Linked DNA regions of Macaca mulatta: region 2 is linked to region 1. The links are chromatin contacts, called in public Hi-C maps. All regions are on one chromosome and are shown on one strand. Each heading gives the region's core, a stretch centred on a gene start, on an enhancer-like site or on the middle of the called end of the contact. The rest is flanking DNA. Distances are from core to core; before and after follow the strand shown. Region 1 holds the start of ARHGAP21 (Rho GTPase activating protein 21). Region 2 holds the start of THNSL1 (threonine synthase like 1).

The links. A called contact is a pair of places that touch in the nucleus more often than the background predicts.
Region 2: a Hi-C map of liver shows a contact between it and region 1, with 2.4 times the contacts expected there. The contact joins the promoter of THNSL1 here to the promoter of ARHGAP21 in region 1. A contact is called at or near these places in 2 of 14 Hi-C or Micro-C datasets (fetal cortex germinal zone and liver).

The regions. Positions count from the first base shown.
Region 1 is chr9:26,170,912-26,173,611 of T2T-MMU8v2.0, forward strand. ARHGAP21 (Rho GTPase activating protein 21) reads right to left here and starts at 1,271. Exons shown (of 25, transcript NM_001261285.1): 1 at 1,173-1,271.
Region 2 is chr9:26,450,942-26,453,641 of T2T-MMU8v2.0, forward strand. It overlaps THNSL1 (threonine synthase like 1), which reads left to right and starts at 1,391. Exons shown (of 3, transcript NM_001266425.1): 1 at 1,391-1,464. The region is part of intron 2 of ENKUR (enkurin, TRPC channel interacting protein); the gene reads right to left.

The DNA.
Region 1 (2,700 bases), core at 21-2,520:
AGCCTATAAATTCGAGGGGGTGTTTAAAAAAGAAAAATCTCAAAACTGCCCAGCGGTTGCGTCAAACACATCAAACACACCTGGCTGTTATGCAGCCTTCAAGAAAATCGTTCCCCATTCAAGTGCATTTTAATTCATGTCTTTCCTGGGCAGAGCAGAGGGCTGTGCACGTTCTTTTCTGCATCACCCAGACAGGGACACTTCGGGGAAGTTTTCTCCCCCACGAGGTTGAAATGGGATCACACTTTTCAAGCCCCCTCCTCGTTCCCCTCCGCCCCCCAAAAACTCAAGCACAAAGCCAGCCTGGCTGGGGCCGGCGTGGGCTCGGCGGCGTCTCCGGGTGACTCGGGCGCCGCCCCTCCGCCCCTCCGCCCCGGCCGGCGTCCCCGAGGAGGCGGCTGTTTTCCTTGGCCCGCGGCGGGGCTGGGTGGGGACGGCCGGGGACGGCCGGGGAGGCGTGCGCGGCCGCGGGTGGGACGCGGGCGCCAATCCCGCTCCGGGGCATGATTCCGAAGCCACACTCGAGCAACTCTGAAGTCACGGCTTTTCCCCCAACTACAACTCGACACGGCTTTCCTTCCCCTGTGGCCACCTAGGGGGGAAAAAAACTAGGAAAAAGCAAACCACCACCCACCTCCCCCACGATTCCCCCGCCCCTTCCTGAGGCGGGTCGGAGACCTCCAGCTCCCAAAGAGAGCGGCCCCAATATGGGCTTTCTCAAAGGTGCTAGGAGCCCCTGGGCGAGACAAAACCGGGGGCCTTACCCTTCCCGCCCGCTCGGGCCAGGCGGCCAAAGCGCGGCGGCGAGCTGGAGCGGGGACGCGGGCCGGGCGCCGGGCCCGGCCGGGACGCGCTAGGCCGCAGGCTCGGTTAATATTCATGAGCGGCCCCGGGCGCCCCTCCTCCAAGGCCGGCCGGCCGGACCCCGGCGCCCGCCGCCGGCCTTTGTGCCCTTCCCTCCGCCCCGCCGCCCGCCCTCGCTCTGCACACGCGGGCGCGGCCCCTCCGCCCCCGCCGGGCGCCCGCCGCGGGCTCCCTCCCGCCCCAAGCCAGCGCCAGGCCGGGTGGCCTGAGGTGGCGGGAAGGGAGAGAGCCTGCGGCGAGCCGGGCTCACCCCGGCCCGCGAGCGCGGCGCCCTCCCGGCTGAGACGGAAAAGAAACCAGACACGCACCAGAGGAAGCGGGACGAGTGGATCCGCACCGGGCTGGCCGGCTCCGGGACAGCGCGCCCCGCCCGGCGTGAGCCGGACCCCGCAGCAGGACGATCCCGCGCTGCCCGCCGCCGCCGCCGCCGCCGCGCTCCGAGGCCGCCGCCCCCGGCCGGCCGCTCCCAGGCACCGCCGCGACCTGCCCCGGCCGGCCCCGGGCTCTCGGCCGCCGCGGGAGGGCGTGGGGCGGGGCGGCGGCCGCCGGACTCTCCCCTCGCCTCGCCGGGCCGGGCCGGGGCCCCGCTCCGGCGCCCGCGAACGCCAAGTGACAGAAGCGCCTCGCTCCGCGGCCGCGCGGAGCTGTTTCCCGGGGGCGGATTTCTCGCTTCTTCCTCCCTGGATCCACCTCCTCCCACTCCACCTCCTTCCCCTCCCCTCCCCAGGGGAGGCTCTGGGGCTGAATATTTTCTGTCTTGAATAACACGGGCCCGGGGAACCGACGCTGGAGAAGGGGGATTACCCGGAGGCCGGAGGGGGGTGCTCGCCTGCCCCCTCCCCGTGGGTCGCGGGACCTACAAGCCCTCGCCCCCCAGCACCCCAAAACCAGGCACACACAACCCTCCCCGCCCCTGCAGTCTCCCAAGCGCTGAGTGGCAGCGTCCAGGGATGGGCTTGCTCCCGGGGAAGGAGACCTGGTGGTAGGCGTCTGGGGTGGAGAGGGGGACAAGCCTATAACAGCGACATCTGCAGACTCGAGGGATCAAAGGTCCTAGACCGGGGGACGGGGACTGGCAAATTGTGCCCCCCCTTTTTTGCAGCGGGCAGGCAATGAAGCTGCGACCAGACGTGGGACTTGCAGATAAGGGAGTGTCCCTTCACGCCTCACAGCAAAATCTCTTCCTGTGGTGGGAAGGGGGAAGTTAGCCAAGCGTTGCTCATTCAGTTCTTTCCCTTTTATAAATTCTGCAGAGCGACTGAGCGAATTTGGCGCGGCTAGCGGAACTGTGAAGAGGCTGCTGCGCTTCTCTGTCCGCCACACTTCAGGTCACAGCCGCTCCGGAGCCGCGGCACAACCGCCTCCCTCCCCACCCAGCTCCCGGGCCTTGTCACAGACCCCGGCAGCTTGCTCCGCCCCACCGCGCCTCACAACATCTCCCGCTGCAAATTGTCCAATCGGGAGACACGATGGGAGAACGCGAGCCAATCAGGGACTGGTTAGTCAGGCTTCCCTCCGCCCTCTTCCCCGCCCCCAGGTGAAGGCCACCGCCCCCTCGGCCTCCCCTTCCCACCCCGCCCGGCTCCTGGGAGGTGGCTCCCCGGCTCCGAACCTCGCGGGTCTGGAGGGGAGTTGCTCGCAGTCGGAGGCAGCGTTTGTCACCTTGTCACCCTCATCCTCGGCCCCTTCCCATACACACTCCTCTCTCCTTTTCAGTGCTCCTGCTGGTGCTGTTGAGGGTCATTTTTATCCTCACTGCGGCGGGGGACTGCCAGCAATTGTGTCTGATCAGCTGCCACCGCCGTCCAGAGGGAAAAAAAAGAGGAACAAAACCTA
Region 2 (2,700 bases), core at 141-2,640, 280 kb after region 1:
AGAGGTTCTAAGACCTATGTAAAATTTCAACTCAATTACATATTTTTTGGTTCATTATCCACCAAGTCTTTCTTCCATTAAACCATTAGATCTGAAAAAGTCCTTAGAAACTGCCTAATAGTAGTAGATATTTCGTTTCACTGATCAAAAACCTGAGGTTCAAGAGCAAATGTAAATTTATATTTCATAAAAATCTTGGGGGGAAAGATAAGTACTATCCCATTAGAGAGGGAGAAGTAGTGCAGTTAGAAATACAACACCGAACTCCTGAAACCAAACATCAAGTATACTTAAATAAGGTAACAGAATTGTTATTTTTCTCTTTTCAACAACATGAAACTTCGTGCTATGTTGTATACATATCACATATAATTAAATTACACAATAATCATATGCAGTATTAATAAGAGGTTAAGTGTAATATAATCAAATGGTCATCTCACAGCGCCGGACTGCCCTCTCTGTAAAACTGTGAGATGCTAAATACCTAGATATTTCGACCTTTTCTCTAACAAGTTATCCTCCAAGGCTACTTCATCGAGGCATAAATACATTTTATTATTAAAAATCCCAGTATATGTATGTTTAATTAATACTGACTATTCCCCATTCTTGTTTCAAGTGATGGTCTTTGCTTATCCACATACCTAGGAGGCTGGGGAGGCTCCTTCAAGTCACTGGGTATGAGGTTATAAATGCACTCAGAAGGGCACGTTGGATCCATGGTCACCAAATGACTCCTTAAAAGCTATTCTCAGCTTTTTTCTCCCTGTCCCAGTATCTCTGTCCTTCTTCACTGCTTCCCCTTTCTTACTTCTTCGCCTTCTCAAGGACCAGTTTCTCTCCTTCACATCGTCCCCCCTTTGACCCTCTCTTAGCAGTCCTCTCTCGGGAAGAAAACACCCTATTTCTCCCGGGATTGCTAAGCGTCGTTGACTCTGCGGTTGCCGTGGAAACCGTTACTAGGCAACGAGGAAGTACACGGCGGCACTGCAAACTAGGTCTCCCCTCTTTCTGTATCGCCTTCTACTGGAGAAGCTCATTTGGAAGCCACTGTTTTTACGTGCCTTTGAAAGTTAACGGGGTGAAAATGGTGTCCCCTTAAAAACTGCTCTTTTCTATCTCTGTGTATCTGGGGAAAAAGAAAAACCCTACTGCAGACACAGCAAAGCGCAGCTGGTGCGCAGGCGTGACACAATAACGTTTTTGTGAGCAGGCCCCAATCCCGGTGTGGGCGGAGCGATCGGCTGAGACCAAGCGGACGCACGGCCAAGGCCGCCAGCGGGACGAGGAAGGGGAGGAGCCCGAGGAGCTCGGAGTGCTTGGATAGGCTACAGTGAGAGAGGAGGTCACGTGCCCTGCGCGAGGCTGCTCCTGGCGTGGGCGTGGAGCGGAGGTACGCTGGCCGCCGCAGGCACAGGCAGAGTCCACTGCGCGGGGGCGGGACCGGGGAACTAGCCGGAGGTACGGTGCTCCGTCTCCTGTATCGGCTTTAGCGTTTCGTGGAAACTGCTTCCACATTTCCTTTCATTTTCCCCGTCTTCTCAATGAGATTTCCTTGGTGAGTTACTGGAGGAGAGAGAAAGGAAAACTGGAAGCCACCCCGCTCCCATCGCATGCCTTTCCCTGCACCGTCCCTTCCCCTTTCCGCTACTCGCTGGTCATCTTAACTCTGCGCGCATTTTTCCTGCCGATTCTGGTCGAGGCCCCTCGGAACCCCGCGAAGCCTTGCCCGCCACCTGTGTGAGTCCGCGGCCTCCTCCGCCTGCTGCCTTTGCCCTGCCACGCCTGCGCCCGCTACAGCCTCTTGGGCGGCCCTCGGGGTCTGCTCTGCGCCTGCTCTCCCCCCGCCCCCCCGCCCCGGTCGGGACCCTTCCTCTAGGTCCTTCTCCAGGAACCAGTGGACCTGCTCTTTGTAAATGAGCATCCTAAACTGGGAGGAGAGCCTTTTAAGTGGGCCTTTACGTTTTTGTCCAGTTTTTGGCGTCCCATGTTGAAAATTGTCTTCTGAGAAGCAGTTTTATTCGTTTTTGCTCCGCCTAGTCACCCGTAAATCTACGCACATAGGACTGCCATAGGAAAGTCACGTAGACGCTTTTACCTGAGTGTTTAAAAGACATTTTGGTAATAGGATTTGGGGAGGAAAATGGATGGCTCTGAGCCACCCGTACAGAGGCCACTCTGCCCGAAGGAAATAAAGCTTCCCGGAGAGGAGAGAAAACACAGGAGTTTGGGTTTCTCACTGCCTGGTTGCCTGGTGGAGACATTAAAACAACACAATGGCCTGGTGAACCTTTTAGTTTGTATAAAAAGGCTTTACTGAATGTGGAGATCCTTATTTTGGGCTCTTACTGAATTGCACTAGATAAGAATACAGTAAGTTTTTTTTTTTTTTTTTGTATACATTTGTTTTTAATTTTTGTCCCAGACGCTTAGGGAAAATTCTCCAGATTCCTTCACATCAGATTGTCTTCCAAAACATTTTAGATAGATAGATCTATAGATCTATATTTAGATCTGGATCTAAATCTATATCACTTTGTCCTTTTCTTTTCGCCCTTGAGTATTTTATGTTTGGGGTTTCTGTTTTAGCAAGTGTAGAGAAAAATTTTGGCGGGAAACTTCCTGTATTTACGAAGATTCAAACCAAGGACTTATGGAATAATAACACCATTAGCCAAGTGGATAGTCAAAGACTAA